Linked DNA regions of Callithrix jacchus: region 2 is linked to region 1. The links are chromatin contacts, called in public Hi-C maps. All regions are on one chromosome and are shown on one strand. Each heading gives the region's core, a stretch centred on a gene start, on an enhancer-like site or on the middle of the called end of the contact. The rest is flanking DNA. Distances are from core to core; before and after follow the strand shown. Region 1 overlaps TBCE (tubulin folding cofactor E). Region 2 overlaps LOC144580450 (a long non-coding RNA gene).

The links. A called contact is a pair of places that touch in the nucleus more often than the background predicts.
Region 2: a contact with region 1 is called in a Hi-C map of skeletal muscle, with 3 times the contacts expected there. The contact joins two enhancer-like sites. A contact is called at or near these places in 2 of 3 Hi-C or Micro-C datasets (both in skeletal muscle).

What each region holds. Positions count from the first base shown.
Region 1 is chr19:49,866,265-49,872,694 of calJac240_pri, forward strand. The region is part of intron 4 of TBCE (tubulin folding cofactor E); the gene reads right to left. Among named protein-coding and RNA genes, the nearest start is that of TBCE, 21 kb to the right of the region's middle. Within about 2 kb of position 3,482, at least 1 of the 16 cell types and tissues checked has an H3K27ac peak or open chromatin away from gene starts, as enhancers often do. A contact at or near this core is called in skeletal muscle, where this site is marked.
Region 2 is chr19:50,125,532-50,131,961 of calJac240_pri, forward strand. It overlaps LOC144580450 (a long non-coding RNA gene), which reads right to left. Exons shown (of 4, transcript XR_013529977.1): 2 at 4,331-4,502; 3 at 3,576-3,656; 4 at 1-1,532. Among named protein-coding and RNA genes, the nearest start is that of TOMM20, 25 kb to the left of the region's middle. Within about 2 kb of position 3,575, at least 2 of the 16 cell types and tissues checked have an H3K27ac peak or open chromatin away from gene starts, as enhancers often do. A contact at or near this core is called in skeletal muscle, where this site is marked.

The DNA of each region.
Region 1 (6,430 bases), core at 2,232-4,731:
CACAAAAATTAGCTGGGCATGGTGGTGCGTGCCTGTAGTCCCAGCTACTCGGGAGGCTGAGGCAGGAGAATTGCTTTAACACAGAAGGCGGAGGTTGCAGTGAGCCGAGATTGTGCCATTGCACTCCAGTTTGGGTACCAACAGCTGAACTCTGTCTCAAAAAAAAAAAAAACTACAAAAACAAAAAGTAGCAGAGCAAAAGCAGTGCCACTGAATATAAAACATTTGTAAAACCTGTAGGTGCTTCTCTGGAGGAAATTTAAAAGATCACTTCTAGGTTATCTCCCTTTTTTATTTACATTTTTGGTAGAGATGGGGTCTCACTATGTTGACCAGGCTGATCTCAAACTCCTGGCCCGAGTGATCCTTCCGCCTAGGCCTCCCACAGCACTGGGATTACAGGCCTGAGCCCCGTGCCTGGACTCCTTTACTCGTACAGCAACATATAAATAGATCTTGTGTTTACTAACAATTAAATATTAATGTTAAACACTTTATGTTTAAGAAGGTGAAATAAATCCTCAGGTGCATTACTAGATGTTAGAAAAATAGTTCAATTTGTTTTGCTTTGTTTTTTGAGACGGAGTTTCGCTCTTGTTACCCAGGCTGGAGTGCAATGGGGCAACCTTGGCTCACCACAACCTCTGCCTCCCAGATTCAAGTGATTCTCTTGACTCCCGAGTAGCTGGGATTACAGGCGTGTGTCACCACACCCAGCTAATTTTGTATTTTTAGTAGAGATGGGGTTTCTCTATGTGGACCAGGCTGGTCTCAAACTTCCGACCTCAGGTGATCTGCCTGCCTCGGCCTCCCAAAGTGCTGGGATTTCAGGAATGAGCTACTGCATCGGGCCGACTGTTTGTTTATATAACCGTAATCTATGTAAATGTGTACAAACAAGTTTTGCATCTAATAAACCATTTCTAGAGTCTCGTTAAAATAGATTTTGCCCCAGCACTTTGGGAGGCTGAGGCAGGTGGATCACGAGGTCAAGAGATCGAGGCCATCCTGGTCAACATGGTGAAACCCCATCTCTACTAAAAACACAAAAAATGGCATGTGCCTGTAATCCCAGCTACTCAGGAGGCTGAGGCAGGAGAATGGCCTGAGCCCAGGAGGCGGAGGCTGTGGTGAGCTGAGATCGCGCCATTGCACTCCAGCCTGGGTAACGAGCGAAACTCCGTCTCAAAAAAATAAAAAATAAAATAAAATAGATTTTGTTTTATAAAACAGTGAAACCTGAAATTTGTGAAATTAATTTCATACTGAAATTTATGAAACAGTATTGATTTTCCTTAGAGGAGTAACATGGGGGTGGTGGAACTAGAAATAGAAAATTTTATTTTTCAAACATGTGATTTCAGTGAAAAAGTGTAAGAGCTCAACTAATACATTTATAATAATGACAAATGAGAAAACAATGTAGAACACAAATACCATGGTTTGCATCTCTGTCCTAAATTTACACTTTTTAAAACAGTGGTAAAAAAATAAGAAGTCATGAATAGATTTTTATTACTGTTGCGTTTAACTGCAGGCAGATGAAAGGAGAGTTAGGAATGGTGTTAGTAGTTGCAAAGCAGACGCTATGCCCTTTACAGATCAAAGACTGACACTAAAGACCGATATTTACTGGGACATTTCCAGCAGGAAACAAAACAGCCTCAAAAAATAATGAAAAATCCTGGCTGAATGGGTGTCCATTGGTAACAAATCTCTAAGAGGTAAACTGTAACAATCCACATAGATGCCACTGAGATTATAGATTAACATATTAAGAAACTGTATCCAAACCCTGAAATTCTGAACTATGTCTAAAGAGAAAAATGTTGGTGAGGATGAGAATACAGGGAGAGGTGCCCAAAAATGTTTCTCTTGGAAGCATTTGGACTGTTTAGGTTCCTTCCTCCTTCTGCCCACCAATACACATGTTGCTGGCAAAATCATCATCCTGACCCATGGCCTTTATGGAAACAGGATGTGCTCATAAAACCCAGTTATCAAGATTCATTTTGTCCTATGTCCCCAGCAGAATTGCCAGATAAAATTAAAGATGCTCAGTTAAACTTGTATTTCAGATAAATAGTAAGTCATTTTCAAGTAAGTATGCCCCCATGCATATCTCATACTCATCCTAAAAAAAAAAAACGGGCCCAGCGTGGTAGCTCACACCTCTGGGAGGTGTGAGGCAGGTGGAACTCCTGAGGTCAGGAGTTGGAAACCAGCCTGGCCAACATGGCGAAACTCTGTGTCTAAAAAAAGAAAAAAAAAAAATTTTAAGAAAAAAACTGATTTGCTGTTTATCTGAAATCCAAAGTTCACTATGTATTTGGTATTTTTCTTTGCTGAATCTGGCAACACTACACAAAGGTAAAGGGTCCCCAGTAGACTCCCAAACGTCCACGGTAAGCTTCTTTCTTATTGGAGCTTTGGATACAAGCTACTGGAAAAGGCCAGGTCTCTGGAGAGTTTCTAATACGTGTTGATCTTGATACCTTGTTTGTTTCAGGAATGTTTAGTGTTTGGCAAGGCTGCATAACTAAATGTTCATCATGAGAAGAGAACTCTTAGCTTTCCTGCAAAGCTCAGTGCTATCATATCTAAAGAGCTGACCCAGTGAGGTGGTTTTCCCATGAGAAAAACAGAGTAGTAGATAAGCATCTTGCTGTAGACTTGTTTTTTGGTTTCTCTAATAAGCTGAATTTAATATTCATCTTGACTGCTTTTGTGTTGACACAATTATAATTCTGCTCTGATTCAAGTCAGGCTTTCAAAAATGAAGTAGAGCTACCACCTTTTTAAACAGAGGTGCACCCTGTCCACATGCTATCATTAGACCTCCTGATTTAAAAAGAAATCTTCCAACACTTTACACCACACCAAGAGAATTATTTTATACAAACCCATTAATGCTCATCCAAGAGCCTCAAAACACTTTACAACAGGCTTATGACACACAAAAGAGGAATCAATCAAGGGCTTTTTTAGTTTAATTTTTGTGGGTACATACAGTATTTTAATACAGGCATACCATGTGTAACGACCACATCAGGGTGAATGGGGTGTCTAACCTTAAACATTTACCCTTTCTTTCTAGCACTTTATTTCTTAAATTGTCAAGCATCCACTTCCTAAGATGTCCATTATCACAGACACAGGCTGGAACAGTACATCCTCTCTGATGCCAAGTATTAAAGTTAGATTCTGCTCCCTAGTGCTAAAGAAATGTTACATTTTAAGATTGATTTCCCACCAGAAAAGAGAAATCCTATCATTGCTTGGAAACAGAACCACTGAAATAAAAGGTGAGTGGGTAGAATACTGATACATCCAGTTCTGTCCAGAGCATACTCTGTAGCTTAGAATGAAAAAAATGCAAGTCACTCTGCTGTCTAGGGATAAGATAGAGAGGACTTCAAAATTACTTACCATATTTGAACCCCTCAACTCCCCCAAAAGACAAGAAGTGGAGAGCAGCGGTACCTAGGAAGAACACCGGTGACTGTGCACAGCCATGAATTTTGTGAAAGTTGATTACAGAAACTGGGTCATTCTTGTCATGCCCAACAAATTCAGAGTCAAGGGGCCAAGGGGAAAAAGCACTCAAAGCACCACAGCACCTGCTCCAAGAAGTAAGTTGCTACAAGCCCAGCTACTGAAACTGCCTGTTGAAACCCGATGCCGCTTTTATTTAATAGCTACTAAAACAATCTGCCCTGATTCGAATTTCACCCACCACTGTCACTCACCAATCAGAGCTTGCTAGCCAGCTCTCCAAAACTTTACTAGTGCCAATGAACTTCCTTTCAGAATATGTAACATTTCCCCTTTAATAAGATGTACTAAGCTGGGCATGGTGGGTCACACCTGTAATCCCAGAACTTTGGGAAGCCGAGGAGGGAGGATCACTTGATTACAAAAAATTAATCAAGCATGGTAGCAGACGCCTGTAATCCCAGCTACTCGGGAGGCTGAGGCAGCAGACTCTCTTGAACTGGAGAGGCAGAGGTTGTAGTGAACTGAGATCATGCCAATGAGACTCTTGTTTCAAAAAAAAAAAAAAAAAAGAATTCAAAAATGGGCATGCACCACATAATGATATGTAGGTCAACAACAAACCGAATATACAAAGGTGGTCCCATAATCACACTGGAGCCGAAAAATTCCTATCTCCTAGTGAAGTTGTAGCCATCTTAATGCTGTAGTGTAACATGTGACTTGTGTTTGTGGTGACACTGGTATAAACAAGCCTACTGTGCTGCCAGTCATATAAAAATATAGCACATTCAATTATGTACAGCACATATTTGACAATAATAAACGGTGATGTTACTAGGTTAAGTGTTTACTATACTATACTTTTTATCATCATTTTAGAGTATATGCCTCTATTTTTTTTTTTGGAGACATAGTTTCACTCTGCCCACCAAGCTGGGGTGCAATGGTGTGATCTCAGCTCACTACAACCTCCACTTCCCAGGTTTAAGTGATTCTTGTGTCTCAACCTTCTGAGAAGCTGGGATTACAGGCATGCGCCACCATGCCCAGCTAATTTTTTTTATTTTTTGTAGAGATGGGGTTTCACCATGTTGGCCAGGCTGGTCTCAAAACTCTTGACTTCAGGTGCTCCTCCTGCCTTGGCCTCCCAAAGTGCTGGGATTACAGGTGTGAGCCACCTCTTGCCAAGCCAAGGCAATTCCTTGTATTTAAAAAAAAAAAAAGTTAATTGTAACCCAGCCTCAGGCGGGTCCCTCAGGAGGTTTTCTGGAAGAAGGCATTGTTATTGTGAGAGGTGATAGCCGGGGGAGGTAGCTCAGGCCAGGCACAGTGGCTCTCACATTGTAATCCCAGAATTTGGGGCCAGATCACCTGAGGTCAGGAGTTCAAGATCAGCCTGGCCAAAATGATGAAACCCTGTCTCTACTAAAAATACAAAAATTAGAGTCTCACCTACTCAGGAGGCTGAGACAGGAGAACTGCTTGAACCTGGGAGGTGGAGGTTGCAGTGAGCCAAGATTGCACCACTGCACTCCAGCCTGAGTGACAGAGTAAGACTCCATCTCAAAACAAACAAACAAAACAAAAAAAGCAATGACAGCTTTATGCATGTTATATAGCCCCTGAAGATCTTGCAGTGGGACAAGATGTGGAAGTGGGAAGACACTGATACTGTGGTCTGGACTGCAGGCCTAGGTTAATGTCTGTGTTGGTGTCTTTGTTTTTAACAAAAAAATTTAAAAGGTAAAAAAATATATTACTTTAAAAATAGAAAATCGCTTATAAAATAAAGAAATGAAGAAAATATTTGTGTACAGCTCTACAAAGTGTTCATGTTTGAAGAAATGCTGATGTTTTAGGTTACTTCAATTGAGTGAAAAAGTTTTAAAAATTTAAAAGTTGGCTGGGTGTGGTGGCTCACACCTGTAATGCCAACACTTTGGGAGGCCAAGGTGGGTGGATCACTTGAGCTCAGGAGTTCAAGACCAGCCTGCCCAACACGGAGAAACCTTGTCTCTACTAAAAATACAAAACTTAGCTGGGTGTGGAGGCACACACCTACAATCCCAGCTACTCAGGAGACTGAGGGACAAGAATCCCTTGAACACAGAAGGTGGAGGCTGAGATCAGCCAGCCAAGATAAAACTACTGAACTCCAGCCTGGGCAACAGAGCAAGACTCTGTTTAAAAAAAGAAAAAAAGCAAAGCACAGTGGCTCACGCCTGTAATCCCAGCACTTTGGGAGGCTGAAGCAGGTGGATCACAAGGTCAGGAATTTGTAACCAGCCTAGCCAACATGGTGAAACCACATCTCTACTAAAAACACAAAAATGAGCTGGGTATTGGTGGCGCACACATGTAATCCCAGCTACTCTGGAGGCTGAGGCAGGACAATCATTGGAACCCGGGCAGCTGCAGGGAGCCAAGCTCAAGCCACTGCACTCCAGCCTGGGCAACAGAGCAAGACTCCGTCTCAAAAAAGAAAAATTTAAGTTTATAAAATAAAAAAGTACAGGAAACTAAGGTTAATTTGTTATTAAAGGAAGAAAAACCAGCCAGGCACAGTGACTCACGCCTGTAATTCCAGCACTTTGGGAGGCCAAGGCGAGTGGATCACCTGAGGTCGAGGAGTTCAAGACTGGCGTGACCAACATGAAGAAACCCCGTCTCTACTAAAAATGCAAAAATTAGCCGGACATGGTGGCGCTGGCCTGTAACCCAGCTACCTGGGAGACTGAGGCGAGAATTGCTTAAACCTGGGAGTCGGAGGTTGCAGTGAGCCGAGAGATTGCGCCATTGCACTCCAGCCTGGGCAACAAGAGTGAAACTGTCTCAAAAAAAAAAAAGGAGAAAAAGAAAAAGAAAAAGGAAAGGAAGGAAGGAAAGAAAAACTTCTTTTTAAGTTTAGTGTAGCCTAAGGACATAGTAGGGT
Region 2 (6,430 bases), core at 2,325-4,824, 260 kb after region 1:
CAGGTTCAAGCAATTCTCTCTCAGCCTCCCAAGTAGCTGGCACTACAGACGCATGCCACCATGCCCAGCTCATTTTTGTGTTTTTGTAGAGAAAGGGTTTCCCCATGTTGGCCAGGCTGGTCTCGAACTCATAACGTCTAGTGATCCTCCCTTCTTGGCCTCCCAAAGTGCTCGAATTACAGGCATGAGCCACCGTCCCTGGTTTTTTAAACTGTGTTTGTTCACTGCTGTATTTTCAGCACACAGAATGGTTTGTAACGAGATGGACACCTCAGTAAAAGCCAGATGCGGGCTGGTATTAGCCAAACCTGTCACAGTGGCACTGACATGAAATACAATAAGGGCACATCTCAGTTATACTTTACTCCCCACCCACAGCCTCCCTCTCCCACAGCAGAGAAACAATAGTGAGTTTCTTCCTCAGAGAGAGACTTGAGGTGTGTGATAAAAGACAAGTCCAAGAAACCGCGAAGCCAGCCTTGCAGACGCCAGCCCTAGAGCAACCCTACGATTTCCCAGCACCAATAATTTACTCCCATCTTCTCATCAAGAGAAAGCATCTCCTCTGATCCATTTTCAAAAGAGGCTGGGTGCTGTAATTATAGTTAATACTTATCTACGGAGCCGTTGCCCCTGATACACACACACACACTCACACACTCTTGAACACACGCTCTTTGACCCTGACACACACAGCCTCGAGTTGTCAGCCTCAGACTTCCATTTTTAGCACCTGTAAGCTGGTCATGTTCTGTGCATTGTAATGTGTCACCATGAAACAAAAGAGAAGTACCAGGTGAGTGCGCGCTCTCTCTCTCCCTCTGTGTGTGTGTGTGTGTGTGTGAGGTGTATGTGTGTGTATCTATTACCTGAAAATGATTTAAAGCTACTAAGCGGGCCGCATGGAAATTCAGTCTCGTTGCATAGGGCTCCAGGCAACTGAGTTATTGGATACTAGACCCAGTTTGGGTTTTTTTGATAGACCCAGTTTTGGTTTCTTTGATAATGAAAACCAGCGAAGTGTGTGTAAAGTAACATTTCTTACAAAAATAGATTCCTCCCTTCTCTCAATATGGCATCAGTTTTTTCAATACATTGGCAAAGTGGATCTATCCACCGTTCTGGGTCCTGGCTGGGCGTCCTATCGCCTTTGTCAGCTGGGGGAAGACTCAGGGTGACTTCAGCCAGGGAGACCGTGGAGTGGACAGCCGGCACCGCCCTTTCCCTTGTGCTCAGCTGGCCTGGAGAAGTAGGATTTGCTCTGTCTGCACCGCGTGCCCCGCGAGCGTTTTCATCAGGGCTGCAGCAGGCGCGAAGGAGCGCGCTGGCGCCCTCTGGTGACAGTCCTCGGGAGCGTCCGCGCCGTGCCCCTCCCCGCGGCTTCCGGGAGCTTCGGGCCCCACCGCCGCTGTGATTCTGACAGTGAAGGTAATTGAGAAAGATAGTTGAAAGGACTTCTGACTGTCCAGGAAGAGACACAATTCCAGGTTAATCTTCAGAGTGAGTCAAAGCAAGGTAAGGATGATCTTTTTCTACGAAAGACAAAGAAGAAAATGTGGCAGAGGATTTCTTCAACTCCTTACCTTCCCAGTTCTGTGGAATCACCTTGCAAAAATAGAGGGGCAGCTATGGAGTGGGGAATGAACACGGTTTTTAGAAGCCGGGGCTTGGGGTTTGAGTTCTAAATGCGCCACGCACTGGGGAACTTAACTTCATTGAGGCTCAGTTGCCTCATTTCCGAAGGGCATGAGAATATCTCCTTATAAGGGGGGTTTAGGCTGGATGCCTTGGGCTCACGCCTGTAATCCCAGCACTTGAGGAGGCTGAAGCGGGCGGACTGCTCGAACCCCCCCAGGGGTTCGAGACCTGCCTGGGCAACATAGGGAGACCCCCATCTCTACGAAAAAAAAAAAAAAAAAAAATTAGCTGAGCATGGTGGGCAGCACCTGTAGTCCCAGCTACTAGGGACGCTGAAGTGGGAAGATGGCTCCAGCCCGGCGTTTGAGTCTGCAGTGAGCTGTGATCTCACCACTGCACTCCAGCCTGGGCATCAGAGTGAGATCTTGTCTCAAGAGAAAAAGAGAGAGAGTTCAAACTCCAACACAGCTACCATGGACTGTATGTATGTCCGTAGCCATTGCCTTTCCCCTGTTGCCGTGGATGACCTGGATGACCTGTTCACATTTCTCAGCCTGCTCCCGGGGTCCCATTCCTTCTGGGTCATCGTGGATATTGCAATTCTTTCTCTCTCTTCCACTTCATCAGTTTCACCTCTGTAACTAGTTATTTCCATTAGCACAAGGACATGGTGGGATTTTTTTCCTACCTTAAAAAAGGCCTCGGCCTGGCACGGTGACTCATGCCTATAATCCCAGCACTTTGGGAGACCGAGGTGAGCAGATCACCTGAAATCGGGAGTTCGAGACCAACTGATCAACATGGAGAAGCCCCGTCTCTACTAAAAAGACAAAATTAGCTGGGCATGGTGGCGCATGCCTGTAATCCCAGCTACTCGGGAGGCTGAGGCAGGAGAATTGCTTCAACCCAGGAGGCGAAGGTTGCGGTGAGGCGAGATCGCACCATTGCACTCCAGCCTGGGCGACAGAGCAAGACTTCCATCTCAAATAAAAAAAAAGTCTCTTGACCCCACCTCCCCTGCAGGCAGCACTAATTTCTCTCCTCACTTGCGGAGCAAAATGTCTCTACTGTTCATGCTTGCTGTCTCTACTTCTCTCTTTCTCCTGTGACCAACTTTATCCAACTTCTGTTCCACCCATTCACTGGGGCTGCTTTTCCCGAGGAAGCCAATGACCTCTACAGCGCTGAATTTTGGGATCCGTTCCCAGAGTACTGGGATACAGGTGTGGAGTCACTGTGCCCATCCTATCTGGGGAAATTTAAATGTGCCTGAGTATTAGACGACATTGAAAATCACGTTAATTGTATTATTTTTCATTGTGAGTCTACATGATTATGTTTCAATTGTAATTATGAATTAAAATAACTATTTTAGGCCGGGCGCGGTGGCTCACGCTTGTAATCCGAGCACTTTGGTAGGCCGAGGCGGGTGGATCACGAGGTCAGGAGTTCAAGACCAGCCTGACCAACATGGTAAAACCCTGTCTCTACTAAAAATAGGAAAATTAGCCAGGTGTGGTGGTGCGTGCCTATAATCCCAGCACTTAGGGAGGCTGAGGTGGGTGGATAACGAGGTCAGGAGATTGAGACCAGCCTGGCCAACATGGTGAACATCTGTCTCTCTCTACTAAAATACAAAAAATTATCTGGGCGTGGTGATGCATGCCTGTAGTCCCAGCTACTCAGGAGGCAAGGCAGGGGAATTGCTTGAACCCATAAGGCGGAGGCTGCAGTGAGCCACGATCATGCCACTGCACTCCAGCCTGGTGACAGAGCAAGACTCCATCTCAAAATAAATAAAAATTAAAAAAATATGGTCAAATAAAAGTGCTGTTGGTTGGAATCCACCTGTCCCACCATGGCTGCCCACCCAGCTGGAGCCCCAGGGACTGCTGGCAGGTCAGGTCCCTATGGCTCAGGCCAGCTCGGTCACTTACCCAGACTCCAGGCAAGAAAGTAAGCATCACCAGCAGCCTGGTGGGAACAGCACTGCCTCCATGCGGCTCTTTTGGTGGCTTCTGAAAGATAAAGGGCACACCTGAAATGCCAGCTGCTCCCCTGAGACAGGCGGCTCATTCAGCCAGCTCAGCTGTTCTAGCAAAAAGCTGTTTGATTCCGAGCCAAGCCCAGAATAGGGAGTGTCTCCTCGTACTATGCCGTTGGCTTCCTGGAGTACAGATTTATGGCTTTTGAATGTGGGAGGAGAAAAAAAAATCCCTGAATCTAAGTCAAAGTCTGCTAGAATTACTCTCTACAGCTAAATGGAAATGAGCTACAAACTGTCCTGTCATGCGGCTTAAAGGGAGACACTTGTGAAGGGGTCTGATTTTGGGTTATTGATATGCTCGAAGGTGCTCACGAAAGGTGTTTTTTTTCCCCATCTTCAAAGTAAATTTTAGGAACAATAAGTTCATTTTGATCATTATCTCCAGGTTATGGGGTTATGGGTGGATTCTTCCTACTTCTCCTTTTCCTCTATTTTTTACATATTCGGCCATAACCACAAACTCTTCACAGAGTCGGAGAAAGCAAAGTAAGGTGTTTTGTCTATGCTTGTCGACCCAGGTGAACTGAAGCGGAAGGGACTTTGTTGTTTGACAGCTGGGTGGGCTTCAGGTACAGCTGGACCTGGGGGTCCCAGTGATGAACGTGGATCTGGTTTCTTTCTCTCTCTTCACCCTGCAGGACTCACCTCTTGATTGGGCTGTATTTTTGGGCAGATGCTTCCCCCGGTCCCCATACAGCTGTGGTAGCTTCAGACTCACATCCTTCAATGTCAAGTCCGGTGGAAACAATTTCTATCCCCTGATTCCTGGTAAACTGTTCTTTGCATTTCTTTGACTCCAATTGGCTCATATATCCACCTAAAAATCAAGCACTGTGGCAAGGGAGCTGGCGTAACTGCTTGACTCACACCTGTGCCACCTGTGTCACTCCTGAGATGGAGCTGGAACCCTCTGCCATAAGCACATGGTCTAAGAGTAGGAGAAGGATCGTTTCCTGGAGGGAATTTGGTGTCCAGTTATCAAAGCAGGGGGAATAGATAGGTAGCAAGAAAATCACAAATGCTCAGTCTTCCTGCCTACTTCCAGAAAGGATTTGCAGTAATGCAGGGAGGAGAAGCTCAGGCTAAGGAAAACTGCTATAATTAACCCAGAATTTAGCTACGAGCTTCCTGGCAGCCAAGGCAAAGGGGAAAGACTCGCTCACAGAATGCTAACCTGCCAGGATTAAACAGGAAGAATGTCCTATGATTCCAAGTCTCAGTAGAGGCTGTTTTCTATTACTTTTTCCTTTCCTTCTCAATATTTCCTTCCTTCCTTCCTTCCTTCCTTCCTTCCTTCCTTCCTTCCTTCCTTCCTTCCTCCTTCCCTCCCTCCCTCCCCCTCCTCCTCCTCTCTCTCTTTCTTTTGACAGAGTCTCATTCTGTTGCCTAGGCTGGAGTGCAGTGGTGCGATCTTGGCTCACTGCAACCTTCACCTCCCAGGTTCAAGTGATTCTCCTGCCTCAGCCTCCTGAGTAGCTGGGACTATAGGCGCACACCACCATTCCTGGCTAATTTTGTACTTTTAGTAGAGATGGGGTTTCACCATATTGGTCAGGCTGGTCTTGAACTCCTGACCTCAGGTGATCCACCTGCCTCAGCCTCCCAAAGTGCTGAGATTACAGGTGTGAGCCACTGTGCCTGGCCTTTTTTTTTTTTTTTTTAGTTGGCGTTTCACTCTAGTTGCCAGGCTGGAGTACAATGGCACGATCTCGGCTCACTGCAACCTCCCCCTCCCACGTTCAAATGATTCTCTTGCCTTAGCCTCCCAAGTAGCTGAGATTACAGGTGTGCGCCACCATGCCTGGCTAATTTTGAATTTTTTTTTTAGTAGAGATGGGGTTTCACCATGTTGGTCAGGCTGGTCTCGAACTCCTGACCTCAAGTGACCTGCCTCAGCCTCCCAAAGGGCTGGGATTACAGGCATGAGCCACTGTGCCTGATCTTCCTTCTCAATAGTCTCAATATTTCTTAGTTTTCGTTTTTTTCCTCTCACGGACAATCTTCATTCCCTTTTTTTCTCATGTCACTGAGATGAGTCCTTGTCCCCGTCTCTGTCTAGAGCCACCATGTGGCCTGCCTACTTCTCTTCACAGCTGGATGGGGAGCCATCGGAACTTCCAGGGCTTGAACTAGCTCTCTGAGAACAGGCTATTATATGGTCCTGGAGGGGCGTGGTTAAGCTTAAAGGAGGTTCAGGATTCACCGCCAGGGCCAGGCACCGAGGCTCACGCCTGTAATCTCAGCACTTTGGGAGGCCGAGGCGGGCAGATCACCTGAGGTCCGGAGTTTGAAACCAGCATGACCAACATGGCAAAACCTCGTTTCTACTAAAAATACAAAAATTAACTGGGCATGGTGGCGTGTGCCTGTAATCCTAGCTTCTTGGGAGGCTGAGGCAGGAGAATCGCTTGAACCCTTGAGGCAGAGGTTGCAGTGAGCCAAGATTGCGCCATTGCACTCCAGCGTGGGTAACAAGAATGAAACTCCGTCTCAAAAAAAAGTATCTGCTACCTTCTCCCTGATTTTGGGAGTAGCACCCCCATTTAGCCTTGGAGAACTATCCATCCAGTCCCCACTCCACATGGAGCCAGTGGTGGGATGAAAGTCACTATGCCTGGAACCCACCCAAGCCAACTCCCGTCCCAGAGGCCATTCCTTCTCTTTTGTCCCTGTTTCCTCCCACTTCCCTCTCTTCCCTCCTTTCCTCCTCCTTCCTCCCTCCCTAGAGTTTGGCGTCACCAGAGA